3 separate regions of the Mus musculus genome follow, and regions 2 and 3 are each linked to region 1. Evidence: chromatin contacts called from public Hi-C and HiCAR-type data. All regions are on one chromosome and are shown on one strand. The core of a region is the stretch at or near the end of the contact, and the rest is flanking DNA. Distances in the headings are between cores, read along the strand shown.

Region 1 (5,003 bases), core at 1,314-3,813:
GGAAAACTATTGGATATACAGGGCTGCACTTACAGGATTACAGGCTGATAAATTAACATGCAGAATTGCAATTAGGGAATGTTAAGTATAAACTGCTTCTAGTGATCATTGAGTTTTGCAGGCAGGGGCCAACCCTAGGAACCTTTATAAAACCCCTGTAGCCCAAGTACCCAGGCAATAATTAGACACAGTTATATGAAGTAGGTATTTATTAAGCACTGATGACTTTATATGTTATCTAATTTAATCTTTTTTATTTAATTAGTAATTTTCTGGTTTATTTGGCTTTTTTTTTTTCATGACAGGGTTCCTCTGTGTAGTCTTGGCTGTCCTGGAACTAACTCTGTAGGCCAGGTTGGCCTTGAATTCACAGAGACCCACCTGTCTCTGCCTCCCTTGTGCTGGGATTAATGTCATGTGCCACCATCATCCAGCCCTAGTTTTGTTTTTATTTTTGTATTTTGAGAAAGGGTCTCTTGTAGTCCAGGCTGGCCTTGAACTCAGTCTGTAGCTGGGGATGACTTTGGACTCCCCCAACCCGCCCCTCCTGTTTGCACTTTTTAAGTGCTGGGATTGCAGGTGTGTCCCACTACTGCCAAACCAGATAATCTTATCCCCATCTTTCAGGAGAAGAAACTGGGGCCTTAGATTTGTCACCAGTAAGCTCACATAGTGAGAGTTTATAATACATAGGAAACAAATAGTGTTTATCACACAACTGCACACGTAACAGACAACATTGGATTCTTTGCTGATATCCACCCTTACCCCTCTCTGCTAACTGAATCCTGTTGTTCAGATAGCTATCTCTTAGGCGATGAACGATGACTAATCATGGGGATCCTAATCTCCCTTGTCAGCTGTTGGCTTAAAGCATGAGTTGTTACTCAGGTCTGGCCAACAATGTGATGTCGAGAATCAGTGAGAGGCTTCTAGGAAAGACTTTCTCACTCTTAGAAATGAGACAGAGAGTGATCTCCCTCCTGCTGCGGTGTAGTGGAGGGTGTGGATGTGATACCTTGAACTGTGTGAGTCCAGCCCAGCCGAGCTTCATCCTGAGGTTAGCAGAGAATGAAAATAACCTGGGTCCTTTAGGGGCTCGCCAATCCTGAAACTCCCCTACTTCTGGACTTCCTGTTATGTAAGATTATTAAATTTCCTTCATGGTGCTTGCTAGCCATTTTGGGTCCTTGTTTATCACTAGAAGCTGAAGACATCCTATCCGATGCCCGTGCATTTTCGTATTTGTCATAAACCAGTGAGAACACTAGCATTCCCTCTTTTACATACTATAAAATGAAGCCTCGGAGAAGTTAGGTGTCTTAGCCAGAGTAACAGAGATAGGAAATTACAGAATACCATTCAGAACCTGTTCTTAGCCAGACAATGCAAACTGCTCACTCACCACCTGGCCGGCTCTAAAGACCATCGTGCTCTTTTATTTACATTTCATCATCTCCCAGTTTCTGGGATAAAATATCCAGATTCCTGGATCTTTGATGTGTGGAACTTAGGATGCCCTCCCCTATGAGAATGAAAAGGGGCAGCCACAAGGTGCAGTGTGGAATGGTGACAAGTGACACACTAGTGGCTTGGCCTTGGTCCTTTATTACCAGCAAGCTGAGCTTTGATCACTTGTGCTTGAGAGCAGCAGGCATAAAGGAAAAGTCTCTTCCATGAAGAGACTTAACTGTGGTGTCTTGGCACAGGAAATTCATCTCTTGGTCCAGGCATTTACTTCCACCTAGATGGGCCTAGCCACTTTTCTAACTGTCCTTGTGGGAAATGACTTGGCACCATGTCCTCACTAGGGACACTCTAAAGAGATTCTTGTCATCAAACACAAGAATGGACAAAATGACACTTAAAAACCATTTCTATGCGGAAGAGACTAAGATTGCATGAGATACCAGGAAGGTCCTTTTCTCAATCTACCAAATATGTCAGGACGGAGGGCACACTCATTCTTATAAATAGCTCTGAATATCTTTGCCAGGCTCTCCCTGGTGTTGTGTTACTTGACCTCTGTGGTCTAGGCTCTAAAGCACATGCCCAAATAATTGAATAGATGATCCCCAGGTATGTCTCTCTGTCTCTGTCTCTCCTGTCTCTTTGTCTCTGTCTCTCTGTCTCTGTGTGTGTGTATGCATGGTTATGTGTGCAGGTAGAAGCCACAGTTCAACATTATCTGTCTCTCTCAATCTCCACATTATTTATTGGGTCAGAATCTCTCATCAAACCTGGAGCCATGGATTCAGCTAGACTAACTGGCCAGCTAGTCCTAGGACTCTGCCTGACTCTTCCTCTCTAGCCTTGAGATTACAGGCTCACAGGGCTATATACCCGGCAATTGAGAAGGAAGGAGAGAGGTGGAACAAGCAAGCTCCTTGCCTGAGAACCATGTGCACCATTCCAGATGGAGCATTTGTTGACAGTGGTGGGAGTGAGGGAAGCCAATAAGAAGCATGTTGGGATCTTCTTGGGGAAGGTGCCACATGCTAACACAAATCGCTTGTTTTGAATTTTGTAGAAAAGGGGAAGCCACTGAAGGATTTTGAAACATGACACAGCATTGTGCTGTTATACATATTAATTCTGCAGGCATAAGCAGAATGGTTGTGGGAGAAGATGTGGAGCAGGGATGTCAATCTGAAGGCTTAGGGGAGCTCTTCTCCGTGATCCCCCAGTGAAAGCACGGTTTCTAAGACTAGTGGGTCCCTGGCGTCTGGCTTTCTGCTGAAAGGCAGTCTGTGTGAGCTGGGAGGAAACTCACACTTCATTGAGGGTTGCCGCCCAGCTGGGGGCTCACACATGTCATAGTGTACACAGAAGAGGTGCTGACAGAGCCAGAGGACTGGGATCAGTTACACGGGGAGAGGAGGCCAGACTGCCGGAGCTGGGCTGCGGAGAATCATCGCTGAAGACAGGAGGTCCCCATGGGGCCGAGGCAGCCTCCTCTGACCAGCTGTTCAGAGTACAAAAGCTGAGTTCAAGACTCTAGGAGAGCTGGAGGGCTTAGATACTTAGATGTGAAAGGCAGTGCTAGGATGTGAGGAGAGATGGCTAGCAGGCGAGTGGCCGGATCTGGTGACCTTGCTGAACAGCTAGGCTAGCTCTCAAGCCCCTGTCTTTAAAGTGCACTTCAGTCTTTTGGCCCTAGATAGGGGTGTGGGTGGATCTGCTCTTACATCTCCCCTGTGGCATTACTGGCTGCAGAGAGCTCTGGCCATTAGCAGCCTTTGGGGTCCAGACAAACCCTTTCTCTGTGTCCTTTCGATTTCTTTCTATTTGATTCATCACTTACTTGAGGCTCTGAGAGTCAGTGTTGGCCTCTCTTCCAGAGGCTCGGGCCAGACATGTCTTCTACACCTTTAAGACTAGCCCACCCTGCACATTCCTTCCTGATGCTCTGTGAGCACTGTGAGATCTAATGAAAGTGAGGTGCCCGTGAAGTCATCGTGTTTTACACAGCAACCCTGCAGATGACAAACAAACGAACAAGGGAACAGGCTTAGGAGAAATCTGCTGTCTCCCCGAGGACAGACCTCATTTCTTCCTCACAGAGGCCTGCTGTTCCCCATTTCCTGAAATGCCCGTGGTGGTGGTTTGACCTCTGTGTCAACCACAGGGAGACACTGATACTAGGGAATATATTTCTTCTTAACAACCAAGAACACAAGCACATGACAAATGGGTGCGGCGAGTCTGTGGAGTCACTAAATACTTGTTCGTAGCACGTAGGACAAACAGGCCTCAGGACAACCCGAATGAGAGCCTAGGGTGGCCAAACACAGAGCTGAAACATCAGCAAAGCAAACCTCTTAAAACCTGTTTGGGCAGCTGAGCAGTGGTGGCGCATGCCTTTAATCCCAGCACTTGGGAGGCAGAGGTAGGCGGATTTCTGAGTTTGAGGCCAGCCTGGTCTACACAGCATGAGTTACAGGACAGCCAGGGCTACACAGAGAAACCCTGTCTCGAAAAACCCTGTTTGGGGGCAAGCAAAGCACATAGGCCAAAGCATGAGGATAATTTACAGCCTCTGTCCTACTGGGTGGATCTAAGCTCTTAGCTTTCACATTCTGACCTTAGACCTTCCCCCTTGCTTACTTCCCTCTGTCTCAGCTGGCTCTTCCATCTATACCAACCTGCCTGCACTCCCACCCCCATGGCTCTGATCACTCCTATCTTTACCCTCAGCATTGCTGGTCTCTGTCTGTTGTAGAGCCTCTCTGCCCAGGATCCTCCTGCACAATCTCATTGAATCAGGTCACACACTTCCTTCTGGCACTCGCCCTGCCCTCTGCAAGGTCAGGTGCTCTTTATGCGTTCTCCGTTCATACCGTACTCTGGATCTACTTCAGCCAGACACCCTGGGCTCATCCTTAGTGTCTGTCATGAACCATCCACAATATGCTATTTGAACACACTTGAATCATCCTGGCTCTGGACCTTCCACTAGCTGCCCTCCATCTTACAGCTTCAAATACCCAAGCTCTAAGTCTGTCTTATCACCTGACTGTCTTGACTTGCCGGCTTGAGAAAAATGACATGGAGACGTTTTATTATTTTTGAATGCTTAGGCCTTATAGCTTAGGCCTTGTTCCCAACTAGCTCATATAACGTAACATCCCACTTATACTAATTCATCTTTGCCATGTAGTCCATTTCCTCTATTTCAGTAACCATTCGTCCAACATGTGACTTCCTCCATGTCTGGCTGGCGAATCCCCTATGCCTGATTCTTTCCCAGAGTTTCTATCTCTGCCTGGAAGTCCCGTCTACCCTCTCCTGCCTGGCCGTAGGCTATCAGCTCTTTATTAAACCAAGCCAAGGCGCCTTAGGCAGGTGAGGATGGACAGGGACACAGTTTCATAGAATGTACAAGAAGATTATCCCACATGTCTTGTTTGCATTCCCATTTCCTCCACCAATCAAACCATTTTTTACCTTGTTGGCGTACTCCCTACCTCTGTTTTCAGGACAGAGGCTATGAAAGTCGCTCC
Region 2 (5,003 bases), core at 650-3,149, 400 kb before region 1:
GTGGTCTCAGAAGTTGAGAGGCCAAGGCAGGAGGTACTCAAACTCAAAGCCAACATGGGCTTCATCATAAGATCTTGCCTTAAAAAAAGAAAAAAAGGAAAAAAAAAGCATGAACTATTGGAATTTTCTAGCCCAGTGCCTCCATTTCATAAATAAAGAAACGGAGGCTCAGGAGCCTTCTGGCCTCTCAGGCTTGCATGTAAGTTAGTGCCATGCTGTAGATGATAGCTGAGCACAGCTGTAATTACATATGATCAGCACAGCTGTAGATAGTGTACTAGAACCACTGTATACGTCAGCCTGTAAGGACTTCTCTGAGTAATCTCAGCCCATCTTTACAGCAGTCACAGAGAAGGCAGGGCAGGGCAGGTCTGCTTCGGGCTATGTGCATTTGAAACACAGAGGTCAGCTGACTTTCTATACCTGTGACTCACCCATCTCTATGCAGGATTGACGCTTGTGTTCTTCACTTTAGAAGCCTCTGGACAGACAGACAGACCACCGTGGGCAACCGGGCCAGCTTGTTATAATCTTTTGGAGGGTCTGTCCCCCTTTTTAGGGTACACAACAATCCTAATGCCTGTCTCTGATGCCAGGGTCAGGCGCCTGCGCCTGCCAGGGATGCAGTAGGGAGCCGCCATGGGAAGGAAGAGCGGGCTGTGTGCTAGGATGAGGGCATGGTGGACATGGGAATCAGAGCGCGGCTCTACCTCCCTTTAGACTCCTTTCTTCATTCTGCTCTGTAACCTGGGGAAAGGTAGCGGCTATCCTTTTTACCTTTCCATTTCTTTTGGGGATTTCTAAAGTGCTGTATTTCCTTAGCTGTGAGGGGTGCTGGTGGTATCTTCTTTGCCTTACAGTCACTGAAGTAGACAGGGGTGGGGTGAGGTGTGAGGGGTGGCGCAGAACCTGGAAAAGTGAAGAGGTTTTATTTAATTGCCCTTCTAAGACTGACTGAGAGGTTGGACAGTGGCTGTTCGCTCTTGGTCATCCTGCACTGGGTCTAGCTTGATGGCAGAGAGCATCCTGCCCTGTAGTACACAGCAGAGCACTTAGAAGTTAGGATTTTTTAAGTTCAGCCTGTCTTTGATTGACACCGAGCTGGGCAGTAGATCATTTCTGCTCAGACTTTTAAACAGTTGGAAAACCTTTTCTTTTTTGTGAATATAAATGTTTTACCTGTATGTATGTAAGTGTACCACTTGGAATTTGAGTTATAGATGGTTATGAGCTACTGTGTGGGGGCTGGGAATTGAACCTGGTCTTCTGAAAGAGCAGTAAGATGCTCTCAGCTGCTGAGCTATCTCTTCAGTCCTGAAAAAGTGGAGAACTTTTCAAAGTTGTTCTTATATGTATCTCAGTCAGTCATCATTTGTGTCTCCAGTAAACAAGACAGGCTGGACAGATAGATAGTCAGGGCTGTCTGTTTGCTGCCTGTGTTATTCTAACACATCTTGGTATCTGACCTTGTAAACACCGGTGAGCTTGTTTCAGAACCATCCTTGGTCCACTACTGCATCAGGCAGGGGCGGGCCTTTGAAAACCTCCCATTGCCAGCCTCATTGCCAAGTCCTTTAAATGGCAGACATTATAGTAGATGCAGTGCGTATATTCATTTAATGTGGAGCAACTCCACGACACGGCCATTTTCAGTGGATGGGCAAAGCGCCTGGGAAGAAATCGTCAGGCTATGGACGCAGGATTGCACAGCCAGTAGGTAGGCAGCAGGCTTTTCATTTGAGCGCTGGTCTGACTCCCTTAGAAACTTGTATCTCTGAATTGGGCCACGTGGTGTCTGCATTCCCTCCCACTTGAGGTGGTGGGTCCCAGGCCTGTAGTTTCACATTCAATTAGAACTGTCCACTAGCAGTGCAGAGAGCTGGAGGAGAGCTCTCAGGCCAGTGGCTCGTTAGGCTGACGAGGTATTGCTAAAGCAGAGACGTGCTGGGAACTGAAGCCGTCACCCCGCCCAGACCCACTGACGTCACATCCATTAGTCACTGCATTTGGCCTCCCTCTGGCTCTCCCACTCCCCTTTCTTCTTGGATCAAATTAACTTTTTTGACAGATGTTTGGAAAATAGTCTTATCCTGTAATTTATATTTATAAATCCTTCTGCTACAGTGTGGTCCCCATTCTCCGCCTTCATTGAAGCCAGAAAATAACCTGGGAGAAGGCCTCGTTTCCTGTTATGAGTTTGGAGGCTCTTGTCTTCGTAGCATACTTTTTGAGCTTTTGAGAATTGTATGTAGCACCAGGAGGTGGGAAGCCAAGAGAGATGCTTCGGAGAGATGCTTTAGACTCTTCAGAGGTAAACACCATCAGCCTGAGGTTTGTCCTCCCCAGACTCAGAGCTGAGCCTTTTGTTTGTTTAAAATCCTTAGTCTCTTTTAGATTAGATTTGGAATGAAGACATTCTTAGCTCTGAAAAGTCAGTGCCATTCAAGCTTCCCCACAAGCCGGGCCCCTTACTCCGTCCAGTGATGATGGTTAGCCACACCACTGCTGCCCGCTCCTCCTCCCTCATGTCTGCTGGCTTCTCCCTCATGGCTCCTCCTCCCTCATGTCTGCTGGCTTCTCCCTGGTTATAGGAGATTTTAGATGTACTCTTTCTGCCTCTAAGGTATATGCTCCTGTGTGCGCCTTGCACGTCTTTGTGTGTCTGTGTATACCCATGTGCATATGTAGGTATGGAAGCTAGGGGTCAGTGACAAGTGTCTTACTTTACTGTTCTCTACATTATTGACGTCATCGTCGGGGACCCAGTCTCTCACTGAACCCAGAGTTCATTGGCCTGGTGAGGCTGGAGTGATCCACCTACCTCAGCACCCCAAACCAGTTACAGACACATAACAGCTCTACCTGGCTTTTACCGAACAAGACAGCATGCTTGTCCGGCGGGCATTTCCCTGGCCAAGGGTTCTCCCCAGCCCGCTGTCTCACTTGTATGGTCTCAGGCTCTAGTGCTTTTTCTGCCTGGCCACATTTTTCCAGGAATGAATGCAGTCCACTTGAGTTCTGTTCCTCCTCTCTGCTCTGCCCTGCTGTAAAATGGACACCACACTCCAGAGGCGGCCACTCCAGCAGGCCCTCCTGTCCTTCTGAAAGTAGCAGCACCAAGACTCTTAGTCTACTTTCTGCTTGAGTGTTTATAGTTGTGACTTCTTACTTTAAACCCAAGAACCTTAATTTAAAAGAACCTTCCTTATTGCTTTGAATGCTCCTTAAAAAGCAGTAATGCCCATTTCAGGACTCACGTGTCTTCGCTTACATTGCTGTCCTTACTGCACAGTGCTTCTCACGGTTTCGAGAGAGGAAAGGCACGTCTGAAGCTGTGGCCACACTGGGGGCAGGAGGGTGTCCATACTGAGCTCAGTGTCTGAGAAGAGGTCTCCCCCTCCCTCTTTAACGGTTCAGCATCTGGGCTTCATCAGAGCCCAGGCAGAGGGTGTCCAAGACCTGCAGACGCTTAGCAGAGACACTTGCCGTTTTACTCAGTTTCAACTTGGCCAACACTTGAAAGCGCATTAGTGTCCGTGCACATGTGCACATGGGACCCAGGCTGTCTGTGGATCCAGCAGGTAGCCCTCCTCACGCATAGTGTAACCAGCCTACTGCAACCATAGAAAGGACACTTCCCCATATGTGGGATAAGCCGTCAGCTTTGTTTTATTGTCTTTTATTTTTCTTCTTGCCTATCTGATTTCTTATTCTGTCCAGGTTGGTGAGTCTGGGCTGTGCAAAGTTCACTTGCCACTCAAAGACGGTGCGCCCAGCATTGCTGGAAACCTGCAGGGGATCGCTTACGCTGTCCTCAGGCTCTGCCAGACTTTTGTTCTCCTTAGCCCATTGTATCCGGATTTTCTTAAAAACTTTCATTTGTTTGTGTGTGTGTGTGTGTGGGGGGGGGGGCATTAGAGTCTGCAGAGCTTGGAGTTACAGGTGCTTCTGAGCTTTTGACCGGGCGCTAGGAGGTCACCTCCAGTCCTTTTAGCCCCTCACCCCCCAGCCTCCCAGTCTCCCCACATAGCTCCTTCCTGGCCAGCTGGACTTTGGTCAGGTGCTTCAGAGACTGGTGCACCCTCCTGGCCCCAATTGAGTAGGTTCCTCCCCTCTGCCACAGTGACCCTTTGTCCAATAGTACCAGTGCCCACCCCTCTCTTAGCCCAGGCTGTCTCACGTCATCCCCTCTCTCTTTGAACCAGTAACGATAGAACCTGCCAGTGTCCACTCCTTCACTGTGGGCTTTGGTTGTTTTCCATTTCTAAAATGTTAATGTACTTTGTTGTTTCAAATCAAGGCAGTAGCACCTGTCTTCACTAATCAGTGGCGTGCACTCCTATCAAGGTCTGGTTTCTTCTTTCTAAACCATTACTAAAACTTCTTCTTCTTCTTCTTCTTCTTTTTTTTAAGATAGGGTTTCTCTGTGTAGCCCTGGCTGTCCTGGAACTCACTCTGTAGACCAGGCTGGCCTGGAACTCAGAAATCTGCCTGCCTCTGCCTCCCAAGTGCTGGGATTAAAGGTGTGTGCCACCACTGCCCGGCTTCTAAAACATTTTCTCATGCTAAAATTTGTCCTTGTCACTTAGACCTATTTCCCTAGGACAGTTCTTGTGCTCCCATGATGCATGGCGTTTCCCTCAGCACCTTACTGTGATGTCTGTTTGCCTGCTGTCTCATCTCTTTCTTGTCTGACTGTCCTGTGTATGAAGCCAGGGCAAGTGTCTGCTCTGGTATAGCTTATTGCTGGTGTGTAGCAGTGCCCTGGCATGTAGTCATGACTTAGCAGATGCTTGGTGGTCTATGGTGGGGACCCCAGGAGGGGTACTACTTGGTTGTCAGCAGTTGTGAGGCTCCTTACCCAGAATTCAGTCTGTTTTGCTCAATTTCTTATAGACACTTGTTTGCAAATTATTATTATACTGTAAAGGGAGTTTTTCGGCTTCCAGACTTATTTTTTTGTTCAATTTTCCACATTTTCATTTACTATATAGTTGTTGATC
Region 3 (5,003 bases), core at 950-3,449, 350 kb before region 1:
ATATTAATTTTATATGTAGCGCAAGTATTGTGTTTTATTTGCTGCCATTACCATGAGACTGTGTGTTCTCAACTATGTGAGTGGTCTAGACAGAGGAATGTCGGAGGCTTTGGGGTAGATTCCTGGTTTGGGAGAATAATACTTAATAAACTCTTCAAGTATTGGAGGGAGTCCCATGTGTCCGAGAGTGCTGTAGGTGCTGTCGAGATGCAAATGATTTGGGGCACATGGAGCGCACAGTGGTGGAGCTCTGGTCGCCTCCCAGACTGTCCCTTTGGATGTAGCTCTTCCATACGTTGTTTTAGTGCATCACTTCCTTTCTGTTGTGGATATGCAAGACATTCTACTCCTTTAATGACTTTGAGAAGTGATTTCTAATCCCCTCCAAGGCAGTCCCCTTGTACACATCGTCCAGAGCCCTGTATGGCCTTCTTTCAAATGGTAGCTTGACTATTGCTTCTTTCAGGCAAGCTCTTTCAGGAACAAGTTATCTCAGGCTGATATATCTGCTTTGAAAGGATAATTAGATTTGCACAGATACATAACTCTAGTATGTGCTTGATGAGAGATGCGGTTATAGCTTTGTCAGCAAGATGAAGAAGTATGAGCTAAATGACAGAGAAGACACATTGATAACTGCTTAATGACTCACTATCAGCCCGGAAGGAAATGTTTAATACCATGGCACAGGGCTCTGGTTTTGATCTAGTGCTGTTCAACATGTCCACTCCTTCCACTGCTCACCAGCAAAGTGTTTGCTGAGCGCCTCATGGTGGGAAACGCAGCATGCTGGGGTTGCTGGGTGGGGGGTAGGGGTGGGGGGGTGGCGAGGGGGAGGGGGAGCATATAACAGTGAACAAGGGATGCATTACAGTGTAAGCACATGAACAAAGACTTGCTGTGCAGTGCAGTTGTGATGTGGAGCTGGTAGATAAGGGGAGTGTATACACAGCATGAAGATTTCTGAGGACTGGAAAGCCAGAAGAGAGACTCAATGCATCCTAAGTTTCAGTATGAAATGTAATTGCGACGAGAGTTGTATGGGAAGAAGGAAGCTTGCCATGTGGATAACAGCTCTACTTATTTGTTTGTGTATTTTATTCTAAATTGTGTGTTTGTAAATGTGGAACTGTGTGGATTTGTGCGTGTGAGTGAAGTGCTGAGGGAAGCCAGAAGAGGGCGCCAGATTTCCCAGAAATCAAGTTGTAGGTGTTGTGAGCGGCCCAGCATGAGTGCTGGGAGTCAAATCCCAGTCCTCTACCCGAACAGTATGTGCTTAGCATCACTAAGGTGTTCCTCCAATGCAGCAGCTGTGCTGAAACAGGCACCCAGAGCCTTTAGTCACTCGTCAAGTCAGTGTTGATAATCAGTGAGGTCTGAGGAGTTAGAAAAAGTTGAGTTACATCCACAGGCATGTGGTATATCCAGAATGAGAAATGGTAGGGACTTTCTGCTTTGCTAACTTTAAAAAATGATCTCAAGATAGTTTCCCAGGCATTTTTTTCCATGCTCAACACATTGTAAGAAAGCATAATTAAACATGTTAGTCAATATATTTCCTAGGACCTGAGAAAAATAGAATCAGTAGAAATCAAAACATTGACTTATTGTATACTCTGCAGTGAAGATCTCGACAGTGAGATGGACCTGCACCTACTGAGGGAAGGAGGGAAGGAGAGAAAGGGAGGGGAAGAGAAGAGAAGGGAAGGGAAGCAGCGCAACACTCGTTGAAGCAGTGTTCTGAGACGCCTGTGCATAGTGCTGCTACAGACACGCTCAGGACCTCAGCACTAACAGGGTGAGGTTACGTGTTAAGGAGTCTGGGGGCCTGTGCTGGACAAATGACCACAGTGTGATGAGGGTCATGGTCCCGGGAGACTGCAGGCCCTGTGTACGTGTCCTGTTGTGTCTTAGAGCTCAGTGTCCTTATTTAGGTTTGTGTGGTTGCTGGCACAGCTCACCTCCTTGTGGTTGTAGGAGTCAGCTTCCTAGTTCTCGCTGGTCGTCACCTGGGCCTACTTCAGCTCCAGAGAGGCTGCTCTAGGTCCTTGCCCAGGGCCCTACCCCACAGGTCCTGTCATGCTTTAAGCCCCGTCTTTCAGGAAGAGCTAGTCACTTTAAGAGCTTACCTGATGAGGTCAGACCTAGCGAGTGTATTAGTGTGGGCTGCCACAAGATTCCAGAGTCTGGGTGGCTTTAACAGAAATGTGTTTTCTCATAGATCTGAAAGCAGGAAGTCTGAGATCAGAGTGCCCACATCTCAATGTGTGGGGAGGCCGTCTTTCCTGGCCTGCAGATGGCTGCCTTCTCACAGTGTCCTCCCATAGCCTTTTTTCTAGGCCCGAGAGGGACAGTTCTTCTAGGGCAGTGGTTTTCAACCTTCCTAGTGCTGCAACCTTCAGATACAGTTCCTCGTGTTGTGGTGACCCCAACCATAAAATTATTTTCATTGCTACTTCCTAGCTGAGATTTTACTACTGTTATGGGTTATAGTGTAAATATGTTTTCCAGTGGTCTTAGCCCCCGTGAAAGGGTTGTTCAACCCCCTAAGGGGTTGTGACACACAGGATGAAAACCACTGGTCTAGGGCCACCAATTCTATTGTATTAGGATCCCAACCATATGACCCCATTTAACCTTAGCTTGTAAAAGCCTTATGTATTTATTTGGGAAGTTAATACCTTAACACATGGAAGTGAGCAGGCAAGATTCAGTTTTAGTATCTTGATAATCTTTTTGACTAATTCAAAATCTACAGGGAACTGTGTTATAACTTCGTAATGCCTCCAGACTCCTTCATTGTATAAAAGAACAAATCTGCTAGAAGTGTAACAAAACAAATTTTTGCTTATTTTGCTTATTTCCTGTTGTCAGTTCACTGCCTAGCACAGCAAATCTAAATGAATGTTTATTTGTTCAATAGAATTATTAAGTAAATAAGTGTATGATGTTCCAGATACAATTATTTTAAAATTGTAACTCAGAACTGACCTTAAATTTGTGATTCTCCTGCCTTGGCCTCCTAAGTTCTGGAATGAGAAGGATGTGCCGCCACGCATACCTCTTCTCTCTTTTTAAATGGACAGATAGGCTACCTTTAATCAAAAAGCTTATCTAACCATGCCTTTTTAGAGCCCGTGAACACTCGGTGCTAGTACAGAGTCTCTCACTGTTGTCCCTCCTGGTGACTGATACACAGAGGCCTGAACGTCTCTTGAACCTCATTCTGGTGCTGTGATCTTGCGTGACTACTGTTGAGATGCGTGTTTTGGATATTCTGACAGCAGTGTTCATTTGGACGGAGGAGGCTGTGGGCTGTCTGTGGAGCAGAGTGAGCACTGAGAGGCCTGGGCAGTGTGCTGTGTGGCAGTCAGCTCTGTAGCATGGTGATTGCCATCTGTTCTGGACGCGTGATAGAAATGCATAGTGTAAAACATCGATAGGCTGTAACCCTTCTACTTACCAGGAAAGAACATTTTTTAAAAACTGATGGGTAATGTTAACATGACTAGACGTATATATATAGTGTGAGAGATGTCACAGTTGTGAAAGGGACAGCTGACCATAACCCTTAGAGGCCTGGAGAACATAGGTTTGTACTTACCAGAGAAGGGAGAAAGTGGCTTGGGTCTGGCTGTACGAGGCAACACTAATACTTATTTATTCATTTATTCATCTGTCTGTCTATCTGATTTTTGGAAACAGGGTTTCTCTATGTAGCTCTGGCTAAACTGGACTTGCTCTGTAGACCAGGCTGGACTCAGAGATTTGAGTGCCTCTGCCTCCTGCATGTGCCACTACTGCCACAGCACTAACATTTTAAGCTATGAGTTTGTAGCTTGTGATATTTCTAGTTGTCTTTAAGAAAATTTAATCCCAGGCAGAGTCAAAAAGCCTCTGTAATCGCTGTCTAAATGAGAACCTTAAACTCTCTTCTGGCCTATGAGAGGAAAGCCCTGGAGTCTAGACTGTTGCTGGCAGGAAAGCCTGAGGTCTTCTGTGCTCGCTATGAAGATTGCCGACAGGTGGCACAGGTGACCGGGGTACTGGGTCTGCAGGACAGATGGGCCACCGTGAGGAGCTCAGCACTGAAATGGGGGTGCCTCAGGGAATGCGATTGAGAAAAGCAAGAGCTGACATGGAAAACCAGCCAGGGGCTTGTTAGCTGGGTGAGAGGATGATTATGGCTGTTGTTTCTCGGTGAATAGATTAGAAATGATCTTTTAAATCAGCCCCTTACTGCTAAATTTGTTGACACTATCCAGACTTCAGGCTCCTAGATTCGGAGACAGTGGTCACTGCTTCCCGGAGTGTCTCTAACTGCTGTGACATCAACTCTTGCAGCTGTCCTGGTCTCTGCATAGTCTCACTTTGGGGTTTTTTGTTTCTTCTTTTCTAATTCCTCCAGTATTGACGTTCCACTGAAATCTGTTCTAGGCTCTGCTCTCTCTCATCCTCACAGTCTTACTGGGTGACCTCATTCACTCTGCTCGTGTTAGTGATGTTATGAAATGTTGTAATGTTTCATAACATTATTAGCATCTGTGTGCTAATGATTGCCACATTTTTATCCCCGGCCAAGGTCTATCTCCCAGCACCCGTCTCCATACCGAACAAATACCCCACTCTACTACAGATATGGCATCGGCACCCCTGTCTCAAGTAGAACTTCCTGAGTGGTTCTTCTTATGCTCCCACACAATGGCAGCACTTTTGTCTTGTCCTCTCCTGTGATGTGATAAATGTGTCTGTGTCATCGTCATTCAGATCACAGCACAAGATTCCTTTATTATTCAGAAAGTCCCCTCATCCTCTGCCAGGCACTCTGATATGGTGTTCCAGCTCCTGGCTGAGCTAGTTGTTTGCCAGGTTTTCCAGGTCTTCAGCTCGCTCTCTCTCTCTCTCTCTCTCTCTCTCTCCCTCTCTCTCTCTCTCTCTCTCTCTCTCTGTATATGTGTGTGTGTGCGCGCGCTGCCTGCCACCATGCTTCCTCTACTTACTAT

Evidence for each region. A called contact is a pair of places that touch in the nucleus more often than the background predicts. HiCAR-type assays count read pairs that join an accessible place to other places.
Region 2: a contact with region 1 is called in a HiCAR-type map of fibro-adipogenic progenitors, with 7 times the contacts expected there. The contact joins two enhancer-like sites. A contact is called at or near these places in 3 of 484 Hi-C or Micro-C datasets (Sertoli cells and embryonic stem cells), 3 of 115 datasets of contacts at active chromatin or transcription factors (cardiomyocytes, fibro-adipogenic progenitors and large pre-B cells) and 1 of 9 other capture datasets (embryonic stem cells).
Region 3: a Hi-C map of granulocyte-monocyte progenitors shows a contact between it and region 1, with 3 times the contacts expected there. The contact joins two enhancer-like sites. A contact is called at or near these places in 2 of 484 Hi-C or Micro-C datasets (granulocyte-monocyte progenitors and nephron progenitors).

What each region holds. Positions count from the first base shown.
Region 1 is chr7:98,670,316-98,675,318 of GRCm38.p6, reverse strand. No RefSeq gene overlaps it. Among named protein-coding and RNA genes, the nearest start is that of Emsy, 16 kb to the right of the region's middle. Within about 2 kb of position 2,563, at least 62 of the 459 cell types and tissues checked have an H3K27ac peak or open chromatin away from gene starts, as enhancers often do. A contact at or near this core is called in fibro-adipogenic progenitors and granulocyte-monocyte progenitors, where this site is marked.
Region 2 is chr7:99,074,342-99,079,344 of GRCm38.p6, reverse strand. The region is part of intron 5 of Uvrag (UV radiation resistance associated gene); the gene reads left to right. Among named protein-coding and RNA genes, the nearest start is that of Uvrag, 64 kb to the left of the region's middle. Within about 2 kb of position 1,899, at least 31 of the 459 cell types and tissues checked have an H3K27ac peak or open chromatin away from gene starts, as enhancers often do. A contact at or near this core is called in fibro-adipogenic progenitors, where this site is marked.
Region 3 is chr7:99,024,502-99,029,504 of GRCm38.p6, reverse strand. All of the region lies in intron 6 of Uvrag (UV radiation resistance associated gene), which reads left to right. Among named protein-coding and RNA genes, the nearest start is that of Uvrag, 110 kb to the left of the region's middle. Within about 2 kb of position 2,199, at least 101 of the 459 cell types and tissues checked have an H3K27ac peak or open chromatin away from gene starts, as enhancers often do. A contact at or near this core is called in granulocyte-monocyte progenitors, where this site is marked.